Linked DNA regions of Mus musculus: region 1 is linked to region 2. Evidence: chromatin contacts called from public promoter capture Hi-C data. All regions are on one chromosome and are shown on one strand. The core of a region is the stretch at or near the end of the contact, and the rest is flanking DNA. Distances in the headings are between cores, read along the strand shown.

Evidence for each region. Capture Hi-C pulls out chosen DNA fragments and counts their contacts.
Region 1: a contact with region 2 is called in a promoter capture Hi-C map of adipose tissue. The contact joins the promoter of Rtbdn here to the promoter of Nfix in region 2. A contact is called at or near these places in 2 of 39 promoter capture datasets (the C10 cell line and embryonic stem cells) and 3 of 9 other capture datasets (adipose tissue, liver and pancreatic islet).

The regions. Positions count from the first base shown.
Region 1 is chr8:84,945,544-84,948,243 of GRCm38.p6, forward strand. Rtbdn (retbindin) reads left to right here and starts at 1,448. Exons shown (of 7, transcript NM_001357326.1): 1 at 1,448-1,609. It also overlaps a transcript of Mast1 not described here.
Region 2 is chr8:84,798,715-84,801,632 of GRCm38.p6, forward strand. It overlaps Nfix (nuclear factor I/X), which reads right to left and starts at 1,654. Exons shown (of 11, transcript NM_001371053.1): 1 at 1,284-1,654. The coding sequence starts at 1,310.

The sequences.
Region 1 (2,700 bases), core at 198-2,697, 150 kb after region 2:
TCAGTAGCAAGCCTAGGAAGGGCTCTGGAGGTGGTGAGGGGAGAGGCTTACGAACAAACATGTTTACAGCTCTGAAGCGGTGGTGGCCCCGAGGGGCTCGAACCCTGGGGCAATAACTTTTCTTGCTGCACCTTCACCCCTAGACTGGCCAGGTGCCTAGGCAAGAACCTTAAGCCCCCTCTCCCTCCGACTCCGGCGGGGCCAGGCGCCACCCAGGCCATCCTCGAGGGGGCGCGCTAGGATGCAGCCCCTCCAGCAGCCTCTGGGATACCGGGGCGACGCCTGAGGGGCGGGGTCCGCGCTGCCAGGACTCGCGGACACAGCACTCTTCGGCCGAGAGCATCCTCTGGCAGTACGAAGGGGCGCCACGGCCGACCCCTGGTGCAAGTTCTCCTGCGTTCTGCTCGGCCCCGCCCCAGGGCACCGACCCCATCCCCTCCTTGGAGCCCGGGCTGCAGCGTACCTGCAGCCTCCGGCGGCGGATCAGGCCAGAATCGTCCATGGCGGCGGCGATTTCGGTCCGGGGGGAGGAGGGAGGCGGCGGCGGCAGGAGGAGGGAGGAGGGAGGGAGAGAGAAGCCTCGGGGACCGCGGCGGCGGCCGGCGAGGGGGGGCCCGGAGGGGCGGAGCGAAGCGGGGCGGGCCCGGCGCCGTCACTGCGTCTGGGAGCCGGAGCCGGGTTTTGGCCACCGCTGCCCGCGCTGGGGGTCCGGTGGGAGGGGGGGCGGGTAAACGGGGTTGGGTGGGTGGAGTCTCCAGATGTCCCTAAGGGAGGCATGCTGGAGACAGACCCTATCAAGATAGTCTCTTTCACAGACCCTCCAACCCAAGAAAGATCCCTAGGGGAGTTATTCTCACAGATGAATTCCTGGTGCGACTAGAGACACCCCCCCCCCACACACACAGGAGACACATTCTCACAAGCGTGTGATTTGCTATGAAGAACTGTTCCCTCACCCTGAAAATCACTCCTAATAGAGATAATGTCTGAAAGATGACGTTTCATCTCAATTTCTCCCGTCCTGAGGCGGCATTTCTTCAAAGATCCAATAGGTGACATATTTGGGAACCCTGGAAAGACTATCCCCCCAACGGGACGGCTCGAAGGAATATTCTCTTCTCTGTGGGAAATTGTCTCCACCCCAGGGCACCCTTAGATCTCCACTGATGCATTCTTCCAGAGTCACGTGTTCAAGCAAGAGGCTGGACCTCATGGGAGTTTCCCCCTTAGAAAAACGTATATATACACACAGACTTCCTTCCTTTGCCTCCCACAGGGCAGAGCCCCTCAAGTCTTGCATCCCCTCCAGAGTCTCAGCCTCATGATCAGGATTAAGGAGTCAGGCCAGGTCAGGATATATTTATAAGAGCGATTAGCTGGTAGCTGGGGAGGGGGCAGATGAAGCGATTCTTACTCCGCCCCCAGTAATCACTCTGCTGAGCCCAAACCAGACCATGCTTCTCAGAGTTGGAGAGAACACCATCTGAACCCTAGACAGAACGGGAAGGCCTTTCTTTCCTTGGGTGGCAGCCTGTAACTGACCCAAGGTCTTGGAGGGCAGGGTCTCTGGACTAGAGCGACCTCTGCCGGACAACGGGACCACAACGAGGTCTGGGTCAGTGTGTTCTTGGTTGATCCTCACGTCTGCACCTTTGCCTGTATTATTGTTGTCTGTGTCTTTCTTTCTTTCTTTTGGTCAGCATAGCCATCTCAATGAGTCTCTTGCTTGTACTGTCTTTTGTTCCCGGCTTGTATTTTTCTCAGGTTCTGGGGCGGAAAAGCTGTCCAAGGTGCTGGCCTCGTGCTACTGTCCACGGTGCTGAAATATGAACACCCTGAATGAAATGAGGGCGCGTGTGTACACAGGGTCTTGCGGGAGGAAAAACCCACAAACAGGATAAATATGACCCACAACGACCCTGGCCCAGCCCAGACAAAAAATGGGTCCTGTAACTCGGTTCCTGGGGCCTCTGTAATGCCACTGTTGACCACAGAAAGATAGAGGCAGGAGTTCCCTACACCCTGGGCTGTACAGTGCTATCTTACCAGAGGGGAAGGCATTACTAATTCATTAATTTCCTTACTCAACATTTACTGAGTATGTGCTGTGTGCAAGTGTAGAACAGGGTTTGGCAATATGGGAGTTCATCAATAAAAGACATTAAAAAAACAAGAACAAAACAAAAACAAACAAACAAAATCCCATCCTTGGGGCTGGAGAGATTTCTCTTCTCTTCTTTTCTCTTCTCTTCTTTTCTTTTTTCTTTCTTTCTTTTCTTTTCTTTCTTTCTTTTTTTTTTTTTTTTTTTTTTTGAGACAGGGTTTCCTCTGTATAGCCCTGGCTGTCCTGGAACTCACTTTGTAGACCAGGCTGGCCTCGAACTCAGAAATCCGCCTGCCTCTGCCTCCCAAGTGCTGGGATTAAAGGCGTGCGCCACCACGCCCAGTGAGACTTCTCATTCATTAAGAGCACTGGCTGCTCTTCCAGAGGACCTAGGTTTGATTGCTAGAACTCATGTGGTGGCTTACAACCATTCATAACTCCAGTTCCAGCAGATCTGATATCTTCTTTTGGCCTCCTTGAAAACCAGGTATGCATGAAAACAGACATGCATGAAGCCAAAACACCTATACAAATAAAATAATTTAAACTTTATATATATATATCAGTTGCTGCTCATGCAAAGGATGGGAGTTTGA
Region 2 (2,918 bases), core at 404-2,903:
TCACACACAGACTCTAGACACACAGACAAGTAGCCCCTGGGACTACAAGAACGTGGTGTCGCTGGAACTGCAACCCGCCTGCATATACCTTCTTGCCCTTCAAAACATCCTGGCATGCTCCTTGAATACCTGGCCATATATACACACCATGAGTATATGTTCCCACTCTAAGGTGGTGGCACTTTTAGCACTTGTCGGAAAGGGCTCTGGTTTAGCAAAGGATTGCCATTAGGGACTTGGGGTTGGCCTAGAGAGCTCCCACAGACAGGCCTGGCCAGCAGGCAAGGCTAGACAACCTCCACAAATTCCCTCTGCCTGCCGAAATCTGTCATCTGCCCTGGCCTGGTCCTGCAGATAGAGCTGTGAGGGCCCCTCTAGATCTGGGTTGGTCTGGCTGGTGCCCTCTCAGAGCTTGGAGTCACGGCTAAAAAGAGTGGGGTGGCAGATCAGGCACGCTCCAGGCCTGAGCCTCCGCTACACCATAGCGCAGGGAACTTCGCTGGAGGCGGGACGCGTTCTCGCGCTCGCGCTCCCGAAGCACGCCAAGGTCGGCGCTGCTGTGCCCGAGGCTGACCCGACGGCTGATCCCAACAGGGTCGACCTGCGGTGGCCGCCGCCGCTCCCGCCCTTCCCGCCTGCGGGTAGCGGACCGGGATTCCCCGGGGCACTTCCAGGTTCACGCAGCGGCGGTCCTGGTCTTCGAGACCGGAAAGTTTGCACGGAGGAAAGTTTGGGGCCGGGGAGCCGCGTCTGCAAACGTCCAGGATCCGCAGAGAGGCGCGGCCCGGGCTGGCAGCACGCCCGTCCCTCCCTCCCCTCCCCTGCCCCTCCGAAATTTGGGAGCCCCGCCATTTTCTCAGCCCCGCTCCCATGCGAGGCCTGAACAAAGACTTTGGGGAGACGCCCGGGCCGCTCGGGCCGCCCGGGGCACCCCAGCCGCACGCAGAGCCGCTGCCCACACGCCCGCCACTGCCACCCCGGGGCGGCCGCGCCGCGCCGCGCGCACGGAACGCCGCCCGCCCGTGCTCCCCCGCGCCCCGGGGCCACTCTGCCTCCTGCCGCCGTGTCACCCTGCCCGCCCGCGCCTGCCACCACGCCGCGTCGCCGCGCAGCAGCAGGGGTCCGCTGTCCGCCGCACCCCGCCGCGCGCGTTCGCCCCTCGCCCCCTCTCCACGCACTCCTGCCGCGCGCCCCGGGGCAGCGCCCCCGCGCCCCGCCCGCTGCCCGCGCGCCTGCGGGACCCCGGCCCGGCCCTCCCGGGGCGCGGGGGCGGCGGCCGGTACCTGGGTGAGGCAGTACGGGGAGTACATCGCTGGGCGCCCGGGCGCGAGCGCGGAGGCCGGCCGCGGCGAGGGCAGGCCCGGCAGGCGGCGTCGCGCTGGCTGGCGCTCGGGCTCCGGCTCCGCTGCTCCGGCCTCTGCCGCGCGGCGCCCGCCCGGCCCGCGGCCCCGCTCGGCCCGCCGCCGCTCCGCGCTCACAGGCTCGGCCCCGCGGGCTCCGGGCCGCCGCCGCGCTCGCCGCTGCCTCTCGCGTCCGCCGCCGCCGCCGCCGCCGCCGCGCGTCTACTCCATGCCGCCGCCGCTCGGCCGCTCGCCCTCGCCCGCCACCGCCGCCGCCGCCGCCGCCGCCGCGCTGTGAAAGTGAAAGTTTAGACAAAGTTTGGAAGCGGCGCACTCCGGGGAGAGGGAGCGGGCGGGCGGCGCGGGCGGGAGGAGGGGCGCGGGGAGGGGCGGGCGGGGCGGGTGAGCGCGGCCGGCGCGCACACACATGCACACACGCACACACGCACACACACATACACGCGGGGACGCACACCGACGCGGCCGCCCCGACACGTGCTGGCCGGCGTTCGGGCGCCGACACACGCTGACACGCAGCAGGGCTTGGACGGGCACAAATGTCACGAAGGAACGCAGGGCCTATTCCTCATGGAGTCGCAGCAGACGGCGGTGCACACCGGGCACAGACACGAGCAAGAGCCACACACCACCTACTGTCACATGTCGTCCCAATGCAGACAGATGCGGAGAGCCACACTAACATACATGCACGTGCCACACATGTTCCTGCAGAATATTGACACACACGATCACACAACCATATATACCTTGTCACACTCTGGATACACAATGACACACCAACACACAGCCACGCCAAAATATCTTGGAAGACAGCTATGGCAACCCAGACATGGTGACACTGACACATGGGAGCCCCCATACAAAGGACACAAAGTATCACTGTACATACACACACACACACACACACACACACACACACGTTATACATTGAGTTGGCCAGATATACCCCAGACCTAGGGCACACTGATCTACAATCCTGATAGCAAAACAGCTGGCAGGTTCTGTAAAAACTCTCTCAAGTATAACACGCATGCATGCGCGCGCACACACACACACACACCACCCTTACCCTTCATATGTCTCCCATAGCTTTGCACATGTCCTGGGACTTAGGAACATTATTTGTATTGTGGTGATGCTCCAGCCCATTGCAGGCCCAGGATTCCCCATTTCCACTGCAGATGGGAATGAGGTGGGGTGGGTTGGCATATGGCATCTGTCTGCAATCCCTGCACTCAGAAGCTCCAAGAGAAAAATTATAACTGAGCTGTAGACCAGCCTGAGCTACATAGTTTGAGGCTGGCTTGACCTGTGTACTGAGACCCTGTTTCAAAACACACACACACACACACACACACACACACACTCTCTCTCTCTCTCTCTCTCTCACTCTCTCTCTCTCTCTCTCTCTCTCTCTCTCTCTCTCTCTCTCTCTCTCTCTCTCTCTCTCGCAACAGAGAGAGAAAGGAAAAGTCTTCACAGAGAGGGAGGGAAGAAAGAAGCTGGGAAGGGGGTACTGGAAACTCTGAAGTAGGACATAGAGAACTGTTGGGTGAC